Linked DNA regions of Mus musculus: region 2 is linked to region 1. The links are chromatin contacts, called in public Hi-C maps. All regions are on one chromosome and are shown on one strand. The core of a region is the stretch at or near the end of the contact, and the rest is flanking DNA. Distances in the headings are between cores, read along the strand shown.

What was found. Hi-C and Micro-C count contacts between places; a contact is called where the count stands out from the background.
Region 2: a contact with region 1 is called in a Hi-C map of pancreatic cancer cells, with 2.8 times the contacts expected there. The contact joins the promoter of Pigk here to the enhancer-like site in region 1. A contact is called at or near these places in 6 of 39 promoter capture datasets (the 3T3-L1 cell line, 3T3-L1-derived adipocytes, the C10 cell line and 2 more), 1 of 15 datasets of contacts at CTCF or cohesin (the NIH/3T3 cell line), 11 of 484 Hi-C or Micro-C datasets (the AML12 cell line, the HL-1 cell line, adipose-derived mesenchymal stem cells and 6 more), 2 of 115 datasets of contacts at active chromatin or transcription factors (the NIH/3T3 cell line and embryonic stem cells) and 2 of 9 other capture datasets (adipose tissue and pancreatic islet).

Annotation. Positions count from the first base shown.
Region 1 is chr3:152,566,083-152,572,385 of GRCm38.p6, reverse strand. All of the region lies in intron 6 of Ak5 (adenylate kinase 5), which reads left to right. Among named protein-coding and RNA genes, the nearest start is that of 3110067G11Rik, 80 kb to the right of the region's middle. Within about 2 kb of position 3,260, at least 87 of the 459 cell types and tissues checked have an H3K27ac peak or open chromatin away from gene starts, as enhancers often do. A contact at or near this core is called in the AML12 cell line, the HL-1 cell line, the NIH/3T3 cell line and 5 more, where this site is marked.
Region 2 is chr3:152,711,173-152,717,475 of GRCm38.p6, reverse strand. Pigk (phosphatidylinositol glycan anchor biosynthesis, class K) reads right to left here and starts at 3,376. Exons shown (of 11, transcript NM_025662.5): 1 at 3,249-3,376; 2 at 361-414. The coding sequence starts at 3,341.

The DNA of each region.
Region 1 (6,303 bases), core at 2,011-4,510:
TATCTGTCCATTGATGAAAGTGGTGTGTTGAAGTCTCCCACTATTATTGTGTGAGGTGCAATGTGTGCTTTGAGCTTTACTAAAGTGTCTTTAATGAATGTGGCTGCCCTTGCATTTAGAGCGTAGATATTCAGAATTGAGAGTTCCTCTTAGAGGATTTTACCTTTGATGAGTATGAAGTGTCCCTCCTTGTCTTTTTTAATAACTTTGGGTTGGAAGTCGATTTTATCCGATATTAGAATGGCTACTCCAGCTTGTTTCTTCAGACCATTTGCTTGGAAAATTGTTTTCCAGCCTTTCACTCTGAGGTAGTGTCTGTCTTTTTCCCTGAGATGGGTTTCCTGTAAGCAGCAGAATGTTGGGTCCTGTTTGTGTAGCCAGTCTGTTAGTCTATGTCTTTTTATTGGGGAATTGAGTCCATTGATATTAAGAGATATTAAGGAAAAGTAATTGTTGCTTCTTTTTATTTTTGTTGTTAGGGTTGGCATTCTGTTCTTGTGGCTGTCTTCATTTTGGTTTGTTGAAGGATTACTTTCTTGCTTGTTCTAGGGCATGATTTCCGTCCTTGTATTGCTTCTTTTCTGTTATTATCCTTTGAAGGGCTTGATTCGTGGAAAGATATTGTGTGAATTTGGTTTTGTCGTGGAATACTTTGGTTTCTCCATCTATGGTAATTGAGAGTTTGGCCGGGTATAGTAGCCTGGGCTGGCATTTGTGTTCTCTTAGTGTCTGTATAACATCTGTCCAGGCTCTTCTGGCTTTCATAGTCTCTGGTGAAAAGTCTGGTGTAATTCTGATAGGCCTTCCTTTATATGTTACTTGACCTTTCTCCCTTACTGCTTTTAATAATCTATCTTTATTTAGTGCATTTGTTGTTCTGAGTATTATGTGTCGGGAGGAATTTCTTTTCTGGTCCAGTCTATTTGGAGTTCTGTAGGCTTCTTGTATGATCATGGGCATTTCTTTCTTTATGTTTGGGAAGTTTTCTTCTATTATTTTGTTGAAGATATTAGCTGGCCCTTTAAGTTGAAAATCTTCATTCTCATCAATTCCTATTATCCGTAGGTTTGGTCTTCTCATTGTGTCCTGGATTTCCTGGATGTTTTGAGTTAGGATCCTTTTGCATTTTGTATTTTCTTTGACTGTTGTGTCGATGTTCTCTATGGAATCTTCTGCACCTGAGATTGTCTCTTCCATTTCTTGTATTCTGTTGCTGATGCTCGCATCTATGGTTCCAGATCTCTTTCCTAGGGTTTCTATCTCCAGCGTTGCCTCGCTTTGGGTTTTCTTTATTGTGTCTACTTCCCCTTTTAGTTCTAGTATGGTTTTGTTCATTTCCATCACCTGTTTGGATGTGTTTTCCTGTTTTTCTTTAAGGACTTCTACTTGTTTGGTTGTGTTTTCCTGCTTTTCTTTAAGGGCCTGTAACTCTTTAGCAGTGCTCTCCTGTAATTCTTTAAGTGACTTATGAAAGTCCTTCTTGATGTCCTCTATCATCATCATGAGAAATGTTTTCAAATCTGTGTCTAGATTTTCGGTTGTGTTGGGGTGCCCAGGACTAGGTGGGGTGGGAGTGCTGCATTCTGACGATGGTGAGTGGTCTTGATTTCTGTTAGTAGGATTCTTATGTTCGCCTTTCGCCATCTGGTAATCTCTGAAGCTAGCTGTTATAGTTGTCTCTGTTAAGAGCTTGTTCTTCAGGTGACTCTGTTAGCCTCTATAAGCAGACCTGGGAGGGTAGCTCTCTCCTTAGTTTCAGTGGGCAGAGTATTCTCTGCAGGCAAGCTCTCTTCTTGCAGGGAAGGTACCCAGATATTTGGTGTTCGAACCGGCCTCCTGGCAGAAGTTGTGTTCCACTCGCTAGAGGTCTTAGGATCCCGTGTAGAATCCTGTGTGGGCCCTTGCGGGTGTCAGGCGACTCCGCTGGCAAGGTACCCTGGGGCTCGAGTGGAGCGGAAGGGGCTTGTGCCCCAGGTCAGGCCCGGGTAGTCTGCTTCCCTATTTCCCACAATCTCAGGTTCTGTGCGATTGGATTGGGGCAGGTGCTGTGTTCCACTCACCAGAGGTCTTAGGATCCCGTGGGGAATCCTGTGTGGGCCCTTGCGGGTGTCGGGCGAGTCCGCTGGCAAGGTACCCTGGGGCTCGAGTGGAGCGGAAGGGCTCTGAGCATGTCTTAATTTAAATAGTATAAACAAGAGGCAAAGAGAAAAAATAGATACATTGTATCAAGAGGAGGAAAATAAGTGACCTGGACACTACCTGCCGAAGCCGTACACATGAGAGAAGGGTAGGGAATACATTTTTTAAAAGACATCCAGGAATTCTGTACTCAGTAAAAATGTATTTCAGAAGTGAAGAGGTTAAGTCCTCACAGATGAATTAAAGCCAAGAGCTTTGGAGCCAGCAGACCCACATACAGTAAATGTCACAAGAACTTCTTCAGGTAAGAGGGATGGAGTTAAACAGAAATTTAAAGAAATAAGAGAATGCGGAATGCAGTGGAAGAGGATTAAGGATAATTATTTTTTATTGTTTTATTATCATGATCATCATTAGTGTGTGTGTGTGTGTGTGTGTGTGTGTGTGTGTGTGTGTGTGAGCATGGTCCTTCATGTGCTACATCCATGTACGGAGGTCAGAGGACAACTTTCGGAAATCTATGCTCTCCTTGCAGCCTGAATTCTGGGGGTTGAACTCACATCGCTGGTATAGCAAGCAGTTTTACCCGGCTGGACCTTCTCACAGGCCCATTTTTTTTCTTCTTTAAATGATTCAGAAAGAAAACTGTCTGAAGCAAAACTGATAGAATTATATGCTTCAGAGCTTCTACAAAAGCAGAATTGTATGACCTGTAAAATGTAGGAAACCAGCATAAACCAGTGAGCACAAAGGCTTCCGGAGGGCGGGGGAACAGGGATGCCTGTGGTCTCTGGGCTTGCAGGAAGCAGTTTCTCAGAATTTGAAGGAGAGCCCTGGTCTATGTTCAAACCAGGTCAGCGCTGTGAGGAAGCTGGAGAACCCACTGTGTCAGCAGAGGTCGGCAGTGGGCAAGTGGAAGTGGGAAGCTCTCCAGTGAACACCCGGGAACTGCAGAGATCTGGAGTCGATAGAACTGGGGGGTGGGGGTGGGGGTTAATATCTCTAGGCTGGGGGAAGCTGTGCTAAAGGCTGTGGATTTGAATAAACAGAGCACAGTCCATAAGCAGTGTTTGGGTTTGGGCGGGCTAAGATTCCAGGCATTCTTTATGAGGTAGACATCCTTCATGGCCTCAGGAAATCAATCAGAACAAAACTGCACCACGGCAGGCCCAGGGAGGGAGCTTATGGACTTCTCTGTGAAGACTCTACTGAGTTTTCTCTTTAATCCCCTCATCCCTCTCACAGCATTCCACAGTCTCGTGATCTAAATATTTCAGATGCCCTTTGACCTCAGTGGCCTGGCATGAACTTGCATGACAAGACCCTGAGGTCGACCAGGAAGGAAGTGCGATGTGTCAGAGAGCCCTGGCTTTGGATCAGCCTTGGTAGTCAGCTGCCCACCTCACAGAGGCATGCGCCCTGAGAATGGCTGTAGTTGGCATCTTCAGCACTCCCGTGGAGACTTGCCCTCCATGGCTTACAGAACACCATAATCATGGTCATGATTGCAGGCCTCAGAAGAGAAGAGCCTTTGGACATGTGGCTTCCTTGCTCTGCTGGCAGCAGCTGACAGTGGTTTTACAGCCCTATGGATTTAGGTCACTGAAGAGGACTCCCAGAGACCCCAAGAGATGATACTCCACAGATTAGAGAGCCACTGCTTGTCACCATCAGTGACTTCTGTGTCTCGTGATCCGGGTTTACCCTCATGGGGGCAGAGGAAGAACAGAGGAGCATGCTCTAAGTCATACATTTTTGGTTTTGTTTTTGTTTATTTTTACTTTCTGGTTTCCTTAACTCCACAACCGAGGGTCTAACTATTTTACCTGTGTCCTATCTTTAAAGAAGAAGCAGGGTCTCCGTGTAGACTTTTGACAACAAAAGGAATGTCAAGGAGAGCAGCAAAGGGCGCACTATACCTCCGGCACTTCCCTCGCAAGGGCATGTCTCAGAAGATAACTTGTAGGAGACATGAACCTAAATTAGTTCCAGATCTGGGTCACTGCTCAAAGCGTGCCTTTCATACAGGCCTGTCTTAAAAGCCAACGGAATCTAAAGCATGTCTGATCATTCCTTGTGGGAAAACGGGGCTTTCTTCTGCAAGCTTCAGTAGCAGGCCAACAGCTTGCGGGGTTCCAGGGAACTGATAACCCTTAATGACAGCCTCATGACTGTTCACACTGAGCCACAGAGGAGAGGCTTCCCAACCATTGAGAAGGTCAACACCGAATGAGCCAGCTGACACGTGAGGGCCACTCCAATGCAGACCCCCTTTGGCATCCTCCTCGGCACGGCCGGGATGGTGGAAGGAGCTGATAACTGCGTTGTCGTCTCTAGCCCTAAAATGTGGAGGAAACGCAGTAACGGGCAAACCTCAGGCTTGAGCTCCTAGGCTTCACTCCTGATGATCATCACTTTACTCAAGCGCTTTCCCAGTAGCAAACGCCAGACTAAGCACTCGGTCAGTCCGTCGTCACCAAACCTGAGGAGCTCAGCTCAGCAATATTGTGACCCATTTTTAGAAGCCAGGCCCTGTGGTTCCAAGAGGTCATTTGACTGCCAAAGAATAAGGACTCCATCATGGAGGTCTAACTCAGTGACTACTCCAGAGCCTGTGCGACCCACCTCATGCTTTCTTCCTGTTCTGTCCACCCAGGGATCATTCCCTCCCTCTCCCCGCCCCGCCCCACCCCCTCAATATTAACCAGCCATTTGCTATATATATAAGCCCAAACTTTAAGTGTGTCAAGTTCTGCAGCAGCAGCAGCAAGCATTTACTGAGCCCCCAGGAACTGCTGCAGAGGTACATGCGCCATGATCTCAGCTCCCAGGGACAGCACAGGTCTCGTGTGACATTGAGGGATAAGAGCTATTCCATGTACCCTGTACCATGTGTTAGCGTATGCTATGGAGACAGAGGTGTGCTGGAGAGACAGAGCCATGTCACAGGTCAAAAAAAAAAAAAAAAATCTCAGGAGACGTAGACCTGAGCTTGCTTGGGTAGGAAGAGGAGTATTATCTGGGAGAAGGCTGGGAGCTCTGGCACTGTAGGCAGAGAGCTCAAGGGTGAAGAGCATGGGGGAACCTGCTCCTTAACCTGAACGTGGTTTCCCCTGGGGTTTTGTCATTGATTGTGTGGGTCACGGAGCATACAGACAGCAACAGTAAAAGGTTTCTGGGGACACAGTGAATAAGTTAATTTAAAAATTAAACTCATAATGAATGTGAGTGTCTCCGGCTGTGTTCACCGATGCTACACCATGGGACTTCCTGTGCAGCCTTCTTTTTTTTTTTTTTATTACGTATTTTCCTCAATTACATTTCCAATGCTATCCCAAAAGTGTCCCACACCCTCCCCCCCCCACTCCCCTACCCACCCATTCCCATTTTTTGGCCCTGGCATTCCCCTGTACTGGGGCATATAAAGTTTGCCTGTCCAGTGGACCTCTCTTTCCAGTGATGGCCGACTAGGCCATCTTTTGATACATATGTAGCTAGAGTCAAGAGCTCCGGGGTACTGGTTAGTTCATAATGTTGCACCTACAGGGTTGCAGATCTCTTTAGCTCCTTGTATACTTTCTCTAGCTCCTCCATTGGGGGCCCTGTGATCCATCCAATAGTTGACTGTGAGCATCCACTTCTATGTTTGCTAGGCCCTGGCCTAGTCGCACAAGAGACAGCTATATCACGGTCCTTGCAACAAATGCTTGCTAGTGTATGCAATGGTGTCATCGTTTGGAGGCTAATTATGGGATGGATCCCTGGATATGGCAGTCTCTTGATGGTCCATCCTTTTGTCTCAGCTCCAAACTTTGTCTCTGTAACTCCTTCCCTGGGTGATTGTTTCCAATTCTAAGAAGGGGCAAAGTGTCCACACCTGTGCAGCCTTCTATGGATACCTCACGATGCCAGTGGTTGCTGCCTGAGACAGCTCGGCTCAGACTTGTAAGGAACTGCAGTGTAATGACACACACCCAAAATCTCCTGCCCCTGCAGAGACATAATAGCCTGATGGCAGAAAACAAGGAGTTTACAATTCTCCTACCACGACACTAAATTAGTATAGCTTTGGAATATGTTATATTGAAATGTTTGGTCTTCAAAATGGATCTTTAAATTGCTCACTTGAGTTTCATAAAATATTATTCAATGAGTTTTAGCTTG
Region 2 (6,303 bases), core at 2,127-4,626, 140 kb before region 1:
GGAAAGGGAGAAGAGATAGAGGGAGGGGCAGGGAGTTGGAAAGGGAGAAGAGATGGAGGGAGGGGGAAAGGGAGAAGAGATAGAGGGAGGGGGAGGGAGTTGGAAAGGGAGAAGAGATGGAGGGAGGGGGAAAGGGAGAATAGATAGAGGGAGGGGGAGGGAGGGGAAAGGGAGACAAGATGGAGGGGGAGAGAGGGGGAAAGGGAGAAAAGATAGAGGGGGGAGGGCTTTCTTTTTCTATCAAAATTCTTATTTTAAGGGATAAATTTTATTTTTAAAAATTTAATTCACAATTCACAAAACTGTTTAGATACATATCTAACGTGAGCACCAAGATATATGTTTGAAGAGCATACTTACCAAAACAGCCCAGTTATTTGTGTGTCCACTTCTAAAGAACTGTTCGGCTTGATCCTGTGGGTCAGATAAAGACAAGACCATTCACACATACACACATTTTATGAAAACATACGATTTTCCAGAATTAAAGAGGGGTAAACAACATTTAGGACTCTTGGACCTTTTTATTTGAATTTTTAGATTTACTTATGTGCATACATGCTTTGCCTGTATGTATGTATGTATGTATGTCCACACAGGCCAGAGGAAGGCACTGGACCCTCTGGGACTGGTGTACTAGACAGGTGCTGGGAACCAAACCTGGGTCCTCTGGAAAAGCTTCCTGACCTTAACCACTGAGCCAGCGCTCGCCCCTCGGGGCTTCTCTACACTAGCAATCAAGTTCACTTGTGAAGATGCTGTACTTGGCCTTACGAACAGAATAATCAAACATAAACTAGCAAGTACTTTAGGCTCAGCAGGTAAAGGTGCTTGCTGCCAAGTCTGGGGACCTGGGTTCAATCCCACAGTAGAGAAAACTGACTCCCTTACGCTGTCCTCTGACACCCACAGATACATACAAGGAATTAATGTTGATTAACTAAATGTCAATTAATGTAACCTCTAAAAGATCCTATCTCAGTGCAAAAAGCCCTACCTAATTTAAGGCACTACCTGAGGAGAAGCCCTAACCGAGACAGCTGCACATTAAGCAAAGTAACTTTAACTAGGATGCTTGGCTCCTGGGCCGAAGGTATAAGTTAACGGCAGAGCCTTTGCCTACCAACCATCAGCCCAGACTTTCATCTCTAGTGCAGAGAAGTAAGTAGGGAACTAAGTAAATCCACTTGTCCCCTTCCACACACTCTGAGCAACCCCACCCCAGCGTCATTGACACAACTACACAAGTATGCTGCATGGGTGTCCTTGCTTTAAAACTAGGAAGCATTAAACAAATGCAAGTGAATTACTGAAGTCACATTTTAGTCTTTCTGTATGGAATTTATCTCTTTTAAAAATTAGGTTATCATTTAAAACTGCGGTGCGCGCGCGCACACGCGCGCGCGCACACACACACACACACACACACACACCATCTTCTCTACCATGACTCATGCTCTCACTGTGCTCCTTGTCTTCTTGGGCACCAGTAGTTTATTGTGAACGTTACAATCCCCTCTTCCCACAGCATCTAAGCTCTAACTGGGTTATTGTGAACATTACAATCCCTCTTCCCACAGGAGCTAAGCTCTAACTGGGGCACATTACTAGAGCAGTTGGGACGTCTGAATTCAAACCTGGATCTACCTACCACTCGCTGACTTGAGCATACCTTAGAGCATCTTGGCTTACCTACACCCACCCACCCCCACTCCCCCACCCCCCACCCTTCATCATCTACAGAGCTGGTAGCAGACTCACAATGTAGGAGCAGAGAATGCAACAAAGTGATTGCCTAACAAATGGAGATTTCAGCTGTGTGGCTAGCAGGAAAGTTTCAGAGACAAAAAGTTCCAGGCAAGTGTGAGAATAGACCCACTGCTACAACCACCCTCAGCCCCCAAAACCATTCTAACAGCTGCCCAGACACTGAACAAAGCAGCAAGCAGGGTGCTACTGTGGATAACCCCTGGTTTAGGCATGGGAAGGCCTGAGCTAAAATTGAGCGGTACATGACACTGGGGCAAGTCAGTTTGCACTTTAAGCTTGAATTTCTCCAAAAGAAAATGAGATTTGACCTAAATAATCTCTAGCGTCCTTTCTAGGCTCAAACTTGTTGCTCCATTGAAACTTTACTGAGAACTCTGTAGCAGCAATGTAACGTTAATCAGTCAACATTTAGTTAACGGAGCACCTTCTACGTGCCAAGCACCACGGAATACGGTGATAGGAAAATCACCAAAAGGCATGCAATCTTCTCTCAAGCACATCAGAGTTTAATACAGGTGGACATGTAAATGCACTGCACTACAATGTACAATTACGGATTCACTGTATGCTTAGACATCTATCCTGTCGGGGATGACAGCAGATCACAGTGCGTGCCTTCATCAGAGATTACTGTCCAGTTAAATAGACACACGTTAGCAAAGAACTCACCACACAATATATAAAGACACCAAATGTGGTCTGTAATTGTAACAGGGGAACATGACTTTGTAAGGGAAGGTTTCCCTACAGAAGTGACATTTTGGGCGAATACCCAAAAGATGAAAAGACAATTCCAGACCAAAAAAAAAAAAATTGGGCCAATGGCAAAAGGGTCCCAGTGGTTTGTGAAACTGAAAGCTTAACAAAGCTAGACATTTAAAGAAGGTGTAAGAGATTTCAAGAAGGGGTCCTGAGTGACATGATCAGGTCAGCATTTGAAAAGTTACTCCGTCCTCAGCTCAGAGAACAGACTAAACCAGAACTGCCCCTGCTGAGTTAGGAGACTAGGGCAGCCTCGGTGATAAACTTGGACGAGGTGTTTTTACAGTGTGTGCTGACGCCCGGGCAAGCAGGTCTAAAAAATAATGCTAGAAATCCAAGTCGCGTCGCTGGGGAAATCGCTGGTAACAGCATCGTAAAGAAACCAGACGTCCTGCAGCCTCAGGGAGGAGGAGGTCAGGGCGGAGGAGCAAAACACCAAAGCCATGACAGTCCCCACGCGTGCCCTGCCTGTCACAGGAGCAGAGGACCGGGTCCTCCTCCCTCGTCACCGCTGGCTTCGCACTCTTAACAGGGCGTTCTAAAAGGCTGTGTCCGGTCCCTGTCCTCAGGACGGACGGTCCTGAATCCCACAACACAGCCCGGGGAGGGAAGACGCTGCAGGCGGCTGCCCTCAGGGGCCGTGCGTCCTGCACCTGAGGCGCTCACAGTCACACGGTCCTCCCTGGGGTCGGTCCTCAACAGACACCGATGCCTACCTCGATGTGTCCAGCGGCAGAGCTGCCGAGAGACAAGAGCGCCAAGGCGGCCAGGGTAGCCACCCGCAGAGTGAGGAAGCAGGGGGCCGCCATGTTTGCCGGCTTCTCACGCCCCGAAGAGCAAAGGGGCGGGGCGAGTGCCGTAAAGCAGCGCTGCCGCTGCCGTGCACGGGGGGGTGTGGTTTGGTTTGTTCTTCCCATGGTAGTGGCCTTGAGTTGTTTTAGTTTTTGTTTTGTTTTGTTGCTTCATTTTGTTGTTTTGTTTTGTTTGCCACCGCATACACCTTCCTCCATTCAGGTTCTGGAGTGGCCGGGGCAACCTAATTGGAGAATTACTTACTCAGCTATGTTTCTAGGTTTGTTTTGTAAAATAGACACAATATTTAAGGAGGAAATTTTAAAAAGATAATTTGGGGATCCACAATATTTGATGTTTCCCTTTGGTGTGGTGCTATCAGTTAGTTGGCTATGTGGTCCAAGATTTCTAAATCTTAAAGGACGACAAAATGGAAATATGATCACTGGGGTTTAATGACTGCCAACCTACAGGGGAAAAAAAATGGGTTCAGTGAAGGATGTTGCTTCAAGAGATCAAGTCAGAAAGAGGTGGCACCCAACACCTGCTTCTGGCTTCCATAAGTGGGCCTGTAAACACACACACACACACACACACACACGTACACACACGTACACACACGTACACACAGACACCATACAGAAGGGAAAAAATATACAGTATTTCTGGTCATTCTGTTTTCTAATTTTGAAAAAAATTTTTGTTGTAACACTATTACTCATCCATTTTAATTATTCTTTGAATATTTCTTTTAATTTTTTTTGAGACAAGGTCTCATTATGAAGCCCTGCCTGACCTAAAGCTACCTTGAACTCACAGAGAGACCTGCCTACCACTGTCTCCCACGTGCTGACATTAAAAGCACGTGCTACCATGGCCAGTTTTGCTTGAAAGTGTTTTGTGTCCTTTTTGTTTCACACACACACACACACAAAACAACTTTAGTTTTTGGATTTTATGTAACGTGTATGGATATTTTTCCTACATATATGCCTAAGCACAATGTGTGTGCATTGCCTGCAGAGGTCAGAAGTGGACATCAGATCCTCTGGAACCAGAGATGGTTGTTAAATCACCACGTGGGTTCTGAAAACTAAACCCAGGACCTTTGCAAGAGCAGCCAGTACTCTTAACCACTGAGCTATCTCTTCACTCCCCACAAAAGCCCTTTTTTTTTAATTGGATATTTTATTTACATTTTTAATGTTATCCTCTTTCCATGTTTCCCCTCTGGAAACCCTCTATCCCATCACCCCTCCCACTGCTTCTACTACAACAGACTGACCTACACTGACAGCATTTCCCTACACTGAGTCATCTAGCCTTCACAGGACCAAGGGCCTCGTCTCCCACTGATGCCCAACAAAATTATCCTCTGCTGCATATGCAGCTGGAGCCATGGGTCGCTCCATGTGCACTCTTTGATTGGTGGTTTAGTCCCTGGGAGCTTTGGGGGGTCTGGTTGGTTGATATTGTTGTTCTTCCTACAGGTTGCAAACCCCTTCAGCTCCTTCAGTCCTTTCTCTAACTCCTCCATTGGGGTCCCCATGATGAGTCCAATGGTTGGCTGCAAACACCCACCTCTGTATTTGTCAGGCTCTGGCAGTGCCTCTCAGGAGACAGTTATATCAGGCTCCTGTCAACAAGCACTTCTTGGCATCCACAGTAGTGTCTGGGTTTGGTGACTGTATATGAGATGGATCCACAGTAACCCTCCAAAATCTCTGAGGAGAAACCTGCTCAGCAGGTTCTTCTTGAAATTCATGTAAATGAAGCATTCCCAGGCTTACCCCCCCACCAATAACATTTACCCACCTTGTAAGTCCCCACACACTCCCCAAGATCTATACAGCCCCGTATAAAGTTGAACTGTCTCACTGAAGTTGATCCCAGAAGTCAATGCATTGGTATTCTTAGCTTTCTGAACCCTGGTCCCCCACTTCTGCTCCCTTTTTCCACGAGGGCCAGTGGCGAACAGCCTCCAAGGAGAAGAGAAAGTCACAGTGAAGCTGAGGACAAACAGAAAAGCTGTCAGGACAAACACAGCAACCTGTGTGCACACTCCAGAGCAGAAAGAAGTTTAGATTAACAGAGGAATGGTGAGGGTTACATTGGACTTGCAGTTCAGAGAACACAATACAGGCTGTTATGAAGGAGGCTATCTTGGTAAGTAGATGTCCCCTGTCCTTGGGGCTTTGAGGGTTCAGGGATGAGTTTTGATGTGTATCCTACGGGCCTGAAAAGCTTCAGAGTGGGGTGATCATACCAGTCCCATTCAGGAGAATGTGCTGAATAGAGAGCATTTGGAAAACTGCTACGACAGTCAACCGTGGCTTAGAGCAGTGTTAAGAGTTTAGGAAAAACGTATGGATACTTCATTCCTCCTTAGAACAGGGAACAAAATACCCATGAAGGGAGTTACAGAGACAAAGTTTGGAGCTAAGACAAAAGGATGGACCATCCAGAGACTACCCCACCCGGGGATCCATCCCATAATCAGCCACCAAACCCAGACACTATTGCATATGCCAGAAAGATTTTGCTGAAGGGACCCTGATATAGCTGTCTCATATGAGGCTATGCCAGTGCCTGGCAAATACAGAAGTGGATGCTCACAGTCATCTATAGGATGGAACACAGGTGCCCCAATGGAGAAGCTAGAGAGAGCACCCAAGGAGCTGAAGGGGTCTGCAACCCTATAGGTGAAACAACAATATGAACTAACCAGTACCCCCCGCCCCCAGCTCTGTCTCTAGCTGCATATGTAACAGAAGATGGACTAGTCAGCCATCATTGGGAAGAGAGGCCCCTTGGTATTACAAACTTTATATGCCCCAGTACAGGGGAATGCCAGGGCCAAGAAGTGGGAGTAGGTGGGTAGGGGAGCAGGGCAGGGGAGGGTATAGGGAACTTTCGGGATAACATTTGAAATGTAAATAAAGAAAATATCTGATAAAAAAAAAAAAAAGAAAAAAAAAG